2 separate regions of the Mus musculus genome follow, and region 1 is linked to region 2. The links are chromatin contacts, called in public Hi-C maps. All regions are on one chromosome and are shown on one strand. The core of a region is the stretch at or near the end of the contact, and the rest is flanking DNA. Distances in the headings are between cores, read along the strand shown. Region 1 has its middle 5.9 kb from the start of Gm41252. Region 2 overlaps Gm4681 (a long non-coding RNA gene).

Region 1 (4,100 bases), core at 605-3,104, 430 kb after region 2:
TGACACAGCTATGCCAGACATAAGAGAGCAGCTGTGTTCATCGGTATCAATGGGAACTTGTTAGAGAGGACCATAATGCTTAGCATATTTTAGGTGCTATCAAATACACATACATACATACACACATACACATATATACATACACATACATAATACACTACACACATATACATCATACACATATATACATACACATTCACACATATATACACACATATACACTTATATACATACACATTCACACACACACATATATACATACACACACACATATATATACATATATGTATATATATACATATATATACATATACATATACATATACATATACATACACATACACATACACATACACATACACATACACATACACATACACATACACATACACATACACATATATATATATATATATATATATATATATATATATATATATATATACATACATATATGGAGTGGAGAACAAAGTATATGGACAAGTACATGCATGCCTGCCTTAGGGGCAGAACAGGCATTATGTGGAAAGCAGAGCCAGCCCCCAGGTGAAGAGAATAAATAACACAGGAATCCCAGGGGCAGGAGCTAGCTTGGTATATTTGCCATTTTCCACTTAGACCCCCAGGAAGTGATAGTCATCGAAGTGAGCTATAGACAAGATCGCTGTGGCCAAGAACCAGGATCGGCTCTAGCAACCCAGCACATCTGCAGCTGGAATCTGCTTCTAGCTCTGATTCTGACTAAGGGGGACTGGAGCCTCATTTGTCCTGATGACCTAGGATGACGCCCCAAGTGCCATCCACGATACATACACTGATTAGCAAGGCATGAGGTGGCCACTGATGGATCTGGGGAAGGAGGAAGGCATGTGACTGTCCTCTAGAAGAGAATGTTACATGATAGAAACAGTAAAGCTACAAACAATGACTAACTGATGCTTATCCAGTTCCTTCCACACAGTGACTGACCTCTGTCACAGGTCCCCTAGTCCTTAACCAGCTGCATGGTAAACATTGTCACCTCTAACAATAGAGAAGAAAGCCCTCCCTCACACTCTGTTCTTTCCAACCTACTAGCCACTAAAGTTCTTTTGAGTAATTTTAAAATAAAATTAAAACATATTTAAATTACTCTGTGTTATCCAGAAATCATTTGCATCATGTAGAATGCATGTAGAATGTGCTTATTTTAGAAACAATGGCATTTTTCTCTTGAGTCATGAGTCCAGGAACATTTTTTTTTAACTCACTAAGCCACTGCACACATCTCTGACTCTTGCTACAGGGTGAGCATTTGGTCACCACCCCACAGCTATGAACTCCTGAAATAGGTCTAGATGGCTAATTTTAAATTTAAAATTACACTTTGCTGCCTGCTTAGCTAGCCTTGGGTGTTTCTGGTTGGTGACACTATCTAAAGCTACATTATCTTGGACTGTTATTATCGAAGAAAGAGCAACATCTAGAGCAGAGATAAGGGACCAGGGGAGAGAAGAGTGAGGAGCTGAAGGGAAGAGGAGGGGAGACAGGAAGGAAAAGAGGCAGTGAGAGGTACAGACCATCCCTGCTCTCTCAGGGACCACTGAGGCAGACCCAGGATTCTGTTTGTTGGCCACTGGACTCTGCACCCCAGGACACCCTGACCCCAATCTGCCTGTTTGCCCTGGGAAGGTCACCTACAATGGAGGGGCAAAGAAAAAATACTAAGACAGAGCAAAGGGACAATGCAAAGAGGAACAAAAGGAGGTTAGGCACCGGGGACCTGAGTCATGGCTTTGGAAACCAAGAGGTTTGTAAACGGAAGCCTGGGGACCCTTCAGGAAGTGGTTGTCACCTGTGCTCTGCTGTGCTCAGCAGAACAGAGAGCTGCTGACAGAGGAAAGAAGGAAAAGCAGCTGTTTGGGGATCAGAAAGATCTGGTTCTAGTTTCCGAGCAGTCACCAAGTCACGTGCCTGAGCACGGAAGTCAACACACAGAGACCGAGCCTCATCTTCCGAATCAGGACCTTGGGAAGATGACTTTGATCTTAGCATCCGCGCGCCTCTTCCTTGCCCCTTCAGTTAGCAGCATGCTTCACTTGTGTTCTAGAGTGAAACCTAAAGCCAACTCCAACCTGTGAGGTCATGGGGCACTCTTAGCCCATGCACCCTAAGGATGAAGCACAAGAGGGCCCCCATTAACAAGGCCACCACAGGACTGTAGGTGAGTATCTCCCATGAACTAAACGTATTTCTTTATTCATAAAAGTCAAACATCACCTCTTTTTGATGCATGCCACAAGGAAATCTAAGCAATGCAAACACTAAAGCTACATGAAGATCAGGAATAAGGTTTAGAACTTTGCCTACGTGGTCTAAAGAATGATCGACTCTTAGGCAATACTTAAAGATAGATCGTAAGTGTTAGCATTTTGTCTAAGCTCTGTCCCACAGTTACCTGGCAACAGCCAGGTGTGCCTGACTCACTATAAAAGGGGCTGCTTGTCTCCTCCTCTCTCTCGATTGCTCTCTTGCCTTCCTGCTCCTGCTCGCCACATGCTCATGCCTGGCCTCTACCTCTCTCTCTCTCTCTCTCTCTCTCTCTCTCTCTCTCTCTCTCTCTCTCTCTCTCTCTCTCTCTCTCCCCTTTCTCTGTCTCTACTACCCTCTTGACTCCCCTCCCCATGCCCTGAATAAACTCTATTCTATAGTATATCATCCTATGGCTGGTCCCTCATGAAGAAGGGATGCCTCAGCATAGGCCAGTAGAGGCACTTCTTGCCCCCTTACCTGACTACACATCCACCAAAACATATCCCCTCTCTCTTTATCTTTTTATAAACATATCAATAAGCAACCAAATTACATATGTATGTGTATCTACATATCTATAGGTATAGACCTCATGTGTATTTAATGTTTTATTATGACTTGTTTTGTGACAGAATGTAGCACACAGCCCTTTGCATTCATTTAACTCACATATAAGCTATTGAGTGGAAGAACTGTAAGATATTTGCTTGCAAAAAGGTGACCCTTCTCTCAAAATTTAGAGACCCACATCCCACTCCTACAAAGCCTTTTATTTTTCTTTCCAAGGGAAGCCCAGAGTCTTGTACCTTGTGCTCCTAACACTGTGTATTCAGAATTATTTATTTATTGAATTTCAGAGTCACACTCCTTCTCAAGAGTACAAGGTCACAGGCAAAGGACTCTGGCAGTTTTGGTCATAAACATACTTGTGACCTGACTGCAGTTAAGCTCAAGGGCGTCAGGGAGACAAGGAGGGAGCTGAAAACAATCCTCGGGTTTCTGAATGCCTCATCTGTGTGCCTCTTAGTCAAAGACTGGAGCATCTGCTTGCAACTTAATTGGCTTCCCCCACCCCCTTCTTTCTTTACGTGAGAAAATAAAAATGATTTGACCCCCAAATCATGGGAAAATGGATCAGAGAGTAAAGCGGAATGAGTCTGTTCTGCAGTAGGTGTAGTTGAGGGGTGGGATGCAATTAAACACAGCATTTCTGCCACCATGGCAAACATCACTGGGGAACGAGGGCTTGCCTTGCACTGGGGATGGCAGCCTTGGGTCCTGCCTGTGGAATGAGGAAAGCATCAAACTGATATCTTCCTTCTGACCACTGAGGCTCAGAAACATGGGCGGCCCTTGGTGGCTTGATGGCTTGCTCCTAAGCCATCAACAGAAACTAAAGCAAAGCAGAGTGGGTTTGAGTTAGGTGTTCTCGCCTGAGCTAGTATCTCGCCGGCAAGAATTCACTCGGACAACCGGATCCTTCTACGGCAAAGCTTTTATTGCTTCAACATAAGGAAGACCCCGAACCCGGAAAATGGCGCTGCTTATATAGCCCTCAGTGTGACGTTTCAGCACCTGATGTGGCGTGACAGCACCTGATCCGTTGCTCGCCCATCACCCCATTACTACGCCCCGAAATGGGCAGTGACTGGGCGTGAATTTACTCTTGCACTTGCGCATAAGGCTTGTTTACTAGTTAGGCGCAGTGGAAGCCAGCGCCATCTTATAATGGCGATTGCTCACGGCACGGCTCTCCACAAGGTGTCTTTAGTTTTACGGACAACAACAACAACAAATTCAGCAAAAGG
Region 2 (4,217 bases), core at 1,312-3,811:
GTTACAGCAGACTTTTATCTGATGATCGTGACCCAGAGAGACACCCACTGTCTCGTTTTTTACTTGGTAGATCAGGTCACCAAGGCCACACACACGTGTCCAGTGCTTTTCTTACCCACTGATCCACTAGCCACTCCCTGAGCCTCACTGTTCAATAGTTCATTCATCTTAAACTCAATGTACTTTCGATACACCTGGAAACTCTGCCAGATCAGGTCTCTGAATGTGTGTCAGCGGCATCTAACTAAGGCGATCTGATGATGTCTTATCAGTAATTCAGGGTGGACATCTCTGGGCTTTCTTGGCTCCTGTGAGGAATCACTTGTCATGAGCAGAGTCTTGCACAATCCTGCTTACTAGTTGATAATATTTCTGTGTCTTCCGCGAACACACAAACTATGAGTTATAAATACATGCCTAGAACAGAGCCTTAGTTCATCCCGGGACTGTCTGACATCCCCACCCGACCCTTCACTTACAAGCAGCTGGGCTGCACCTTTCTGGCATCCGGTGTGCCTGGCTGCGTGTTGAGCATCAGGTATGGGTGGCTGTGTTTTGAGCAATCCTGAGTTTCTTTTCTCCATTGCCCTACCTGGTATAAAATAAAACAGAGACCACTGAAGTTCTTACTAGTAAGGTAGATTGATTAGTTTTTGAAATTGCTGCAATCAAATGCCTGGCAAGAAGCACATTGAAGGAGAAAATAATTTTAGCTCCTGGTGTGAGAGTGTGGGTCATCGTGTAGGTGAACCAGAACAGCAGGAGTATAGGGGATGCTTGCTTACATCTTAACAGATGGCACACAGAGAGACTGGGGTCAGAAGTAGGACTGAGCTATGACCCAAAGGACCTGACTCCCCACGACCCCTTTTCTTCAACCAACCACAGTTTCATAATCACCCAAAGAGCACCGAACTTCAAGCCAAGAAGCATTCAAACACGTGAACTTGTTTAGAATATCTTCTATTGAAACTGTATCCTAAGAAAAGTGGCAGGGGAGACCAGAAAAGTGAGGGTAATGCTTTTGTTATTTTGTTATTAGTTTTATTATTTTGTTTCTTTTTGTTTTCTTTGAAGGGTGTAGGAGGAAGAGGTTTCTCCCTGCTGAGATGACAGCATCTAAGGCTTCAGTGTCCCCTCCCCACAGTTCTTCCCTGAAATCCTGTGAGTTCTTGTCCTAACAGCACTGCAGACTGGCAGAGCTCCATCATAGCTTACCATACTTTCATTCATTTATGACTGGCAAGGGCTGTGCATCCAGAAACTCTGCAAGATATGGTCTCGGTCTACACGTTGGCTATGACTGACAAAGGAGGTCTGATGACATTCATCACCAGGTCAGGGTGGACAACTTTGGGCTTCCTTGGCTCCTGTGCGGTATTGTGTTCTCATGAGCAGAGTCTCTGGGTACTCTGTGCAGACCGAGGAGAGTTCTGGAAGAGGTGCTAATGTATGCTTGGCAGTAGCTACTGAATGTGATAATCAGGCTCCGACTCTGCGGCGCTGACTCAGCTTTTTTCCTGCCAGGATGTGAAAGGTACCATCCAAAGACTGAGAACAGACACGTGGTGGTCATCTTGCTGTCTCCAGAGATCTATTCTTATTTGGTTGAAAAGCCCAGAACATCATCTATAAAATAAGAGGACGGTGCCTTGGAATCTCTACGGTGACTTTCAGTTCTTATCAGGTTTAATTGTGAAAGTTCCAGTTGAACTGTCAGAATGACAGCGATGCTTCATAACCCAGTGTGAAATAAAAATTTTTAAATACTTTTATGGGCTGGAAAATACCATTAATCCACATCCAGATTGGACAAGAGTGAACTGTCTCCCTCACTTCACACCAGGAGGCATCCAAAAAGTACAACTCTAAAGGGTTGGTCCAAATTGAAGAAAAATTTCTCTGGTGATCTGGACTATTGTTTCTGGGCCCTAAGAGGAGGGGATAACCCTGCTCCATCTTAAAATGTCAATCTCTAGAGCCTTCACTGTGTCTAGTTAGGAAAGACCAACACATGGGGTACGTTTCAACAAGTCAGAGTTTAAAACCTTGAAGGTCAAAGCAGAATACAGCTAAAAGATCTATGATCTTGAAGGAGCTGGAAGCTGGGGCTGCACTCTGGAAACCAGGCATTGCCACCCACCACGTCGATAGCTGGGCTTGAGGAGGTGTGGCGCCACTGGAAGACCATAGCCAGCTGCCCATCTCCACACCACTTCCTCTCAGTTAGTCCACTCCCCCTCCATACACACACTCCAAGCCTTGCATCTCTTAACCGGAAAACAGGAAGGCTCCTCCTACTTTTTAGGGTTGTACACAGACTTTCCCAGCGCCTCCAAGACTGGACGTGTACGTGTCCTTTTCTAGTCTCCGCCTTCCTCTTAACACTGGCTCAGTTGGAGCTCCAGGAAGTCAATGGTTTCCTTTCCTGAAGCGAGCTGGTAGCAGCCTGGTGTTGCATAACCTGCAGGATGAGCGCTGGGCCCCGAGGGAGCCAGCGCTGGCCTCGCAGACAGGCTGGCGCGAGTCCGGCATTCCGTCCAGCAGGGGGCAGCAGAGCTCGTCGGCGCCGCTGCGCAGCCCGTCTGGGAGACTGGAGCCATTACAACCCCTCCGGGAAAGGCTGGAGTCCTCAAGCATCCCATTCTCATTTGTGGAAGCATTTTTCCAGCCTCGTTTAAGCTAGGACACAGTGTTTCGGCAGCTGATGCGTAATCGCTTTGGTTTTTGGGGTTTTTTTTGTTTTTTTACTTTCTTGCTCTGCTTTTGTTCAGTTTTAAAGAGGCATTAATTACGTTCCTAGTCATATCAATGCGCACCAGACACCTTGTATTTCGTTATAGCATCCCTTCATCATCTTTGCTCCAATTTCCAGATGATAACCGTGCTATAAGTAACTGAAAGATGTAACTATTTCAAAACAGGGCTGAGACTGGGGCTGGAGCGAATAAGGAAAGGATGTATGGGTTGGTTTTGGGAGGTTGTTTTGTTTTGTTTTGTTTTCCTTCTGTTTTTAACAGTCTTCTGTCCAGACGTATTGGACATGATGTAATAAAAGCCCGATGTAGGTCCAGCGCTTTTATAAATGCTTGAGGATAGGAACTAAAATGATATTGGAAGATTTCTTGAACTGAAAGACAACATATAATTCAGTTTTTCCTTTGAGCAGTTGACCCAGGCACGGGTGGGGGGTCTATGATCTTCACCCCAGAACTGCTGGATCACAGCCTGACGTTCCTCAGCTCCCCAGACGGTTTCTGTGTGCTTGGAAGTCTGGGGAACAGCCTGGGGGGGGGGGGCTCCTAGTTTGCCTTCAAATTTTGGAAGGCCTGGGCTGGAAAGATGGCTAAGCAGTTAAAAGCACTAACTGCCCTTCCAGAGGTCCTAAGTTCAAATCCCAGCAACCACATGGTAGCTCACAACCATCTGTAATGAGATCTGATGCCCTCTTCTGGTGTGTCTGAAGACAGGTACAGTGTACTTACATATAATGAATAAATGGATCTTTTTTTAAAAATTGGAGGGCCAATATCTGAAAAATCTTGAGTGTATTTGTTTGACCTTGTTCGGAAGGGCAGGAATAGCTTCAGTATATATGACCCCTGAAAAAAGAGGAGATTCTCCAGTTCCCCAGAAGAAAAGGGAATTGTGGGTTGGGGGGGTGGGGTTTATCTCAAACCTACTGGCTTCATACTAGTTACCAGCAAGTTCAAACTGGGATGTCTCACCTAAAAACTTCTTCCCTCTGATTCTTATTACTTGTAAGATAGGGATGTGGTTTTTAAAACCCACTGGGTTGTGATCCCCTCCCTCGCCGCATGGCCGTATGTGTGTGTGTGTGGAGGGGTGAGTGTGAGTGTGGGTGTTTGTGTGGGTATCTTGTACAACTCATTCACGGATACAAACAGTGGCAAAGGTGCAGGGTGATGTGGTTTGCCCCGTGGTAAGCGTCATCACAGTCAGAAGAAGCTACTATCAGAGGGATCATCACAGTGGTCCGAAGGTCCGGAGAGACTCCGTGGTGTTAGAGCACAGTGCGAGGACAGATGCGATAGACAAAAGGAGGAGAGGGCAAAATTCACACTAGCACCCAGACAACGAAGGGCAGACGTTCCCCTACCAGACCCTTAAAAATATTGGTTCTTTCGCAGCAATGCTAGAGTTGTGAGTTTCAGACCCTTCGAGGCAAGCCCTTTGAGTCAAGCGGAACCAGCACA

What was found. A called contact is a pair of places that touch in the nucleus more often than the background predicts.
Region 1: a Hi-C map of cerebral cortex shows a contact between it and region 2, with 2.0 times the contacts expected there. The contact joins two enhancer-like sites. A contact is called at or near these places in 1 of 484 Hi-C or Micro-C datasets (cerebral cortex) and 1 of 115 datasets of contacts at active chromatin or transcription factors (fibro-adipogenic progenitors).

What each region holds. Positions count from the first base shown.
Region 1 is chr14:120,570,572-120,574,671 of GRCm38.p6, forward strand. No RefSeq gene overlaps it. Among named protein-coding and RNA genes, the nearest start is that of Gm41252, 5.9 kb to the right of the region's middle. Within about 2 kb of position 1,855, at least 84 of the 459 cell types and tissues checked have an H3K27ac peak or open chromatin away from gene starts, as enhancers often do. A contact at or near this core is called in cerebral cortex, where this site is marked.
Region 2 is chr14:120,135,505-120,139,721 of GRCm38.p6, forward strand. It overlaps Gm4681 (a long non-coding RNA gene), which reads right to left. Exons shown (of 7, transcript XR_001781467.2): 2 at 480-592. Among named protein-coding and RNA genes, the nearest start is that of Gm4681, 4.5 kb to the right of the region's middle. Within about 2 kb of position 2,562, at least 195 of the 459 cell types and tissues checked have an H3K27ac peak or open chromatin away from gene starts, as enhancers often do. A contact at or near this core is called in cerebral cortex, where this site is marked.